Regions from separate parts of the Xenopus tropicalis genome. Here region 1 is linked to region 2. The links are chromatin contacts, called in public Hi-C maps. All regions are on one chromosome and are shown on one strand. The core of a region is the stretch at or near the end of the contact, and the rest is flanking DNA. Distances in the headings are between cores, read along the strand shown.

Region 1 (2,700 bases), core at 58-2,557, 98 kb after region 2:
CTTCCCTCCCATCCCCACAAAAGAATCTGTCAATACAATAACCCGATGTATATGAATATAAATGCTTTACATACTTGTCCAGAGCCATTCCTTTCGTAAGCAGCCAACATTTTTGCATTACAGGTATGGGATCCGTTATCCAGAAACCAGAGACCCAGAAAGCTCGGAATTAATGGAAGGCCGCCTTTTATTAAGTACATTTTAATCAAATAATTCAGATTTTTAAAAAGATTTCCTTTTTCTCTGTAATAATAAAACACCTTGTACTTAATCTCAACTAAGATAGAATTAGTCTATATTAGAGGCAAAGCAATAGTATTGGGTTCATTTCATGTTTAAATGATTTTTAAATAGACCTGAAGAATGATGCTACAAAGACCCCTTACCTGGAAAACCCCAGGTCCCAAGCATTCTGGATAACAGGTTCAATACCTGTACTATGTGCAGGAGACAACAATGGCAATGCAGACAAAAAATTAGTCCCCTAGAGGAAATCCATGCCAGGGAGGAACACGAACCTAACACCTTTGGGCTTTTTTTAATGTTTTGCCAAAAACAACAACTTCCCGCTGCATTCATTAGATGCACATATCTGTCACTATAAGTACATGATTATCAGTGACAGATCTGTAGATCTAATGAATGCAGCATGAATATGAATGCTTTAACAAGTATGTAAAGTATTCATATTCATATACATCAGGTTATTGTATTGACATACAATGTATTTATTTAGACAGAAGAGCCAGTATGCAGCAGAACTACCGGAATGCCGTAAAAATTCTGGTAGCACACTACTGGACACTTCATATTACCCAGTGAGTCACATGGTATTATTAAGGTGGGCACACCAGTTTGGTTATAGATAGTACTACCTGCCAGCAAACCCACAGGCCCAGTTCCCACTGAATTAAAACGTAAGTATTGCTTATTTAGGAAATGATGCTGGGAGTTGAATCATGATCCCCTTATTATCAGCACTCAGAGGGTTAAAGAGATTAATGCTACAAAGGGTATGAAAACAGCAGTATAAGCTAGTCACTGGAATTAGCTGGCATTTAACATTGTTACTGTAAGCCCCAGAGATTTACCCTTCAGTTCAGAAAACATGGCCCCTTCCAGTGCATTATTAAAGCCAACACCTGCAGTTCTAGTACATTTATACATATTATATTTACACAAACATATATTATTTACACACATTATGCACTGGTCAGCCAGTGGATCCTGAGCTGCTCTACACAGATCTAGAAAAACTAAACATAACTGGAAGACATTTCATAAACAGTGTGCTTTTATGCTACGGCTACGCCCCCATGCTTTGCTGAGAGGTACTACAAGCCTCTGGGCTACTGGCAGCAACAGATATTACATCTCAGTGCCATGGCACTGGAACACTTAAATTCCTGATGCTTTAGATCAGCTCTACATAGTTTATAATAAAAATGTTGTTTTCAAGTAATATGTAGAAGGGTAAGCACATTACAAACATCACTTACCCATTACGTCAAGGCCAAGTTAGAACAACATTGTGCCATAAATATAACACTAAACATTATCTGATTATGTAAAAAAATGTGGTGTCTTGCTAAAGTATACAGATTAAAGGTCAAGAGAAATATCATTAAAATATTGATATTACTTGACTGCATTTAGATATATGGAACTAAGGGCTCTTACAAGCATGCTTTTCCATGCAGTAGCTTTTTATACTTTCCATCGCACACAGAAACGTTAATAGTATTAATAGAGAGCAGTCTATTCTATTGTGCCAGCATCCACAGCACCTTGCTGATCCACTGAACATAGGCCAGATGCATTCTTCAGCTTCTCACCTGCGTTTGGCAATTCATATTACAGAACTATCCATTGGGACTGCACCATAATATTATGGCTCTACCTGCTATGCTTTCTATATATTATAACACTGCATTCAACAAGGGAACTCTGCCCTGTGTCCCGCACCAGGAGGAAAACCACAGCATATTGTGGGATCTACCAAACAAGCCTAAATAGACTCTCAGAATATTGTGAACAGGCACAGGGCCACCAACATTCTTACTGTGGGTCAAATTAGTATTATCCAGGCCTGTCTGCAACCTAATAAGACACCTCAGCAGCAAAGTCATAAAAGTGCCTTCCCCATTCAGCCCTACCTATACTATCCCATGATATTTATTTAACAGATATAGCCAAGGTTTCTGCTCATCCCGGCCAAGCCCCATTTGGTTTGTTGTGGATATATATATCAACAATTTAGCAAGAATGCAGCAGATCAGGTTAATTTGTGTTTTTCCTTGTAAACACCACCACCTGTTCCAGCTTTGTAACCCAAATGCATTCCTCACTTTGATTATTATGTTGGGTTGAAAACCCCACAGACTGTTCTTCCACTTTGGCTTATTCTTCCGCTTCTTCTTCTTCTTAGCGCCCCCCATTTTCTAAACGCTACTCCTCCTACAGTTTTAGGGGTACAACACCCAAACTCCCCACACTTCTTCACCCTATAGCGGAGCAGGTTGCTTGTGCTTTTCTAAGTGATCCTGCCCCCCGTCTTTTTGTGGCGCCGCTCCGAACCCCCCAATTTTTCCATTGACTTTGACAGGGAAGATTCAGTGACTTCATGTTTTTCAACTCAACATGAAGTTTGTTCTCAAACTTCCCTTTCTAGTTATGTAATGTTGCCTTTTACCAAAGTTG
Region 2 (2,700 bases), core at 9-2,508:
CCAATGAAAAGTGAGCTTTGGAGTCAGCAGGCATTTTGGCTGCAACTATGAGCAGAAAATCCTATTTGCTGAGGTGTGCATTGGGCTATGGGAACAGAGGGCAGTTGATGGGTTGCATGGGCCCCTTATATCACCCAGAAGTAAGCCCAAGAAAGAAAGACTGACCGGAGTTAAACAATATATAGATTTAGCTATCTTTACAGACACTATTCAGGTACCAGGTAAACATCCATGCAAGCACAGTATGAATACAGAAAGCAGATAATGCGCAGGGAATGCGTGATACTATTTTCTTGGGTGCTGGACTTTGCCTTTCTCAGCATGGTAACACATAGTATTTACAAACCTGAAGTAATTGCATAGCAACTTCATAGATATCCCTGGCAGAGTCGGCTGCTTTAAACAGGATCAGATTAAGAAGAGTCACCGTGTCACACTGGTAATCCCTGTAGGGCATTTAAAGAAAATGAAGAGAGACCAAAATAAACAAAAACCCAAAAAATGCAATTTTTTGCTCTGACAGCAATGCCGTATGTAGTTATACCTGTTTTGGAAAACACTGGCTATAGCTTTAAAGCAGCCAGATGCCACCCGCTTGGAGCCAGTGTAGCAGCGGTCCACTGCCCAGTACATTAAATTGCTCTGGTCTGGATTAAGCTCAAGCAAAAGCATCACAGCCTCGCAGCCCAACTGGTGAACCTTTTGGGGAATAGAACAATGGGATCAGACAGACATGCATTCAACAAAAGAAAAAAAAAAGCAGAAACTAAAAATACACATTTTTATGAATGGTTACATCTCTCATATGATAGTGGCAGCACCTACACCCTAAACTACAAATTCACATGTAGTAAGGCTGCAGGCAGAATACTAAGACAGATATACAGAACATACAAATTAGGATAGAGATTCAGTATTCAGACACAAATCAGTGCAGATTTGTGTACAAGACCATATTATAAACCAATAGCAGAAGGTGAACACTGAACACCACATGTAGCAGAACTAGGAATTACCTTCTTGTCCTGGGAATCTAAAATATTATCCAACCATTTATACAAATATCCATCAGATGACAGGCCGACATTATCTGCAACAGGACCGCAGCACAGTACAGCGGACATAGCCTGCAAAACAATGGGAGAACATACATTGCCGGAGGCTGATTATAGAAAAAGGTTACACCCACAAGTGTACAGACCAAGTGTTAGTTATTGTCCAGGCCTAGAGAAGTGGCTCATTGGTTTGTCACTTGAAGCTGACTCAAGCTGGACAGCCTGGGTGTGATTACAGTGTCAGCTCCTAGTGCCTCAGGCTCCACGTTAGACTATAATCTGTAAAATGCTACGACACAAGTGAGATGTAGAGCAGAATGTTTAATTTACATGTTGATAATAAGCTCATAGTATTAGTCAGTTAAGTGGCATCACACCCAGAGCAGCAGTAAGATTGTGTAACAGTGATATGACAAGCCTCCTGATGTATTGCATTTTAAGTACTCGGTCAGGACAAGCTTTGGCTCAATTAATCGTTCAGCTTGAAATGTCTAAGTGCAACACTGTTTTGTCTCTTACCCATAAAGTTACATAGCAAAACTCATTATCTATAGGTGTGTCATACACTGGCTGCTACACGTACATGGGGAAATGAAAACCACCACTGGCTTAATGCACTTCATATCTAGTACTCCACTTTCTCAGAAGCTTATTCATAACTGGGTCCCTACTGTATGGCAGACCTTCTGCGCTGGTTAGATGCACAAAGTCTACTTTAAAGTAAAATGGGAACTCCACCCAAATACTAAAAATAATTAAATTCTGCATGATCAAAATATACATTAATCAACATCTTAAATGGTTATAAAATATCTATATATGTAATTGCTATTGATAGGGGGTTAAGTCTGGCTATTTCTATTTACTCTTTTCTTTTCACTCTCCAAGACTGCTGCATGGCTTCACAAGTTAGAACAACCCATGCAGAGAACAGAAGGGGATATACAAACACTGCATTAAATAGCAAATACATTCACAAGTAACATGAACACATTTAATTAAATGTTTAAGTAAAGAAAATTACTTGGAAATTGTTTAAAATAATAAAAAAAAAACAATGGAAAATGAATTCAAATTGCATTTTAATGTTTTTCATTATTTGGGTAGAGTTGTCTTTTGAGGAAAATCTAAAAAAATGTGACCTTTATGGAACCTACTGAATAAAGTCTTTTGTTGATAAAATGTTGATAAAATGCTGATAAAATGTCCCTTAAAAGGCACTACACCTTTTTTTATTATTATTTCCTTCTAAGTGACATGTACCTTTGTCAGGTTGTTGTCTCATAGCCATCCTCATCATCTCCCTTAGACATTTTAATGTATAATATTCTAATTACAAGAAGATGCGTATAGTGGCCCTTTAAAGAGATAGGGCTTATGGGTTCTAGCACCTTGCAAAATGCAAACAAAAATATTTTGTCACCCTAACAGGAATCATGTACTGTTGACTAAATAAATATTTCTTTCGCCCTGGCGTGCAAAGCTTCATCCACAATGCCCATATTATGAATGGCTCTTAATGCCAGGGTTTGGTGCAAATGTCCCAGTAAGTTGGCTGCACAGCCCAGAACATCAGCGACTTTATTCCCTGGCAGAAATGTGGGTTCTGCATTATAAAGCTCCTGCTTGTTGCCAAGCACAAACC

Evidence for each region. A called contact is a pair of places that touch in the nucleus more often than the background predicts.
Region 1: a contact with region 2 is called in a Hi-C map of neurula embryo, with 2.2 times the contacts expected there. The contact joins two enhancer-like sites. A contact is called at or near these places in 4 of 5 Hi-C or Micro-C datasets (brain, gastrula embryo, neurula embryo and 1 more).

The regions. Positions count from the first base shown.
Region 1 is chr1:39,074,319-39,077,018 of UCB_Xtro_10.0, forward strand. The region is part of intron 3 of fryl (protein furry homolog-like); the gene reads right to left. Among named protein-coding and RNA genes, the nearest start is that of fryl, 46 kb to the right of the region's middle. Within about 2 kb of position 1,308, at least 6 of the 11 cell types and tissues checked have an H3K27ac peak or open chromatin away from gene starts, as enhancers often do. A contact at or near this core is called in neurula embryo, where this site is marked.
Region 2 is chr1:38,976,118-38,978,817 of UCB_Xtro_10.0, forward strand. fryl (protein furry homolog-like) reads right to left here. Exons shown (of 67, transcript XM_012955689.3): 32 at 1,017-1,127; 33 at 545-699; 34 at 347-446. Among named protein-coding and RNA genes, the nearest start is that of zar1, 46 kb to the left of the region's middle. Within about 2 kb of position 1,259, at least 1 of the 11 cell types and tissues checked has an H3K27ac peak or open chromatin away from gene starts, as enhancers often do. A contact at or near this core is called in neurula embryo, where this site is marked.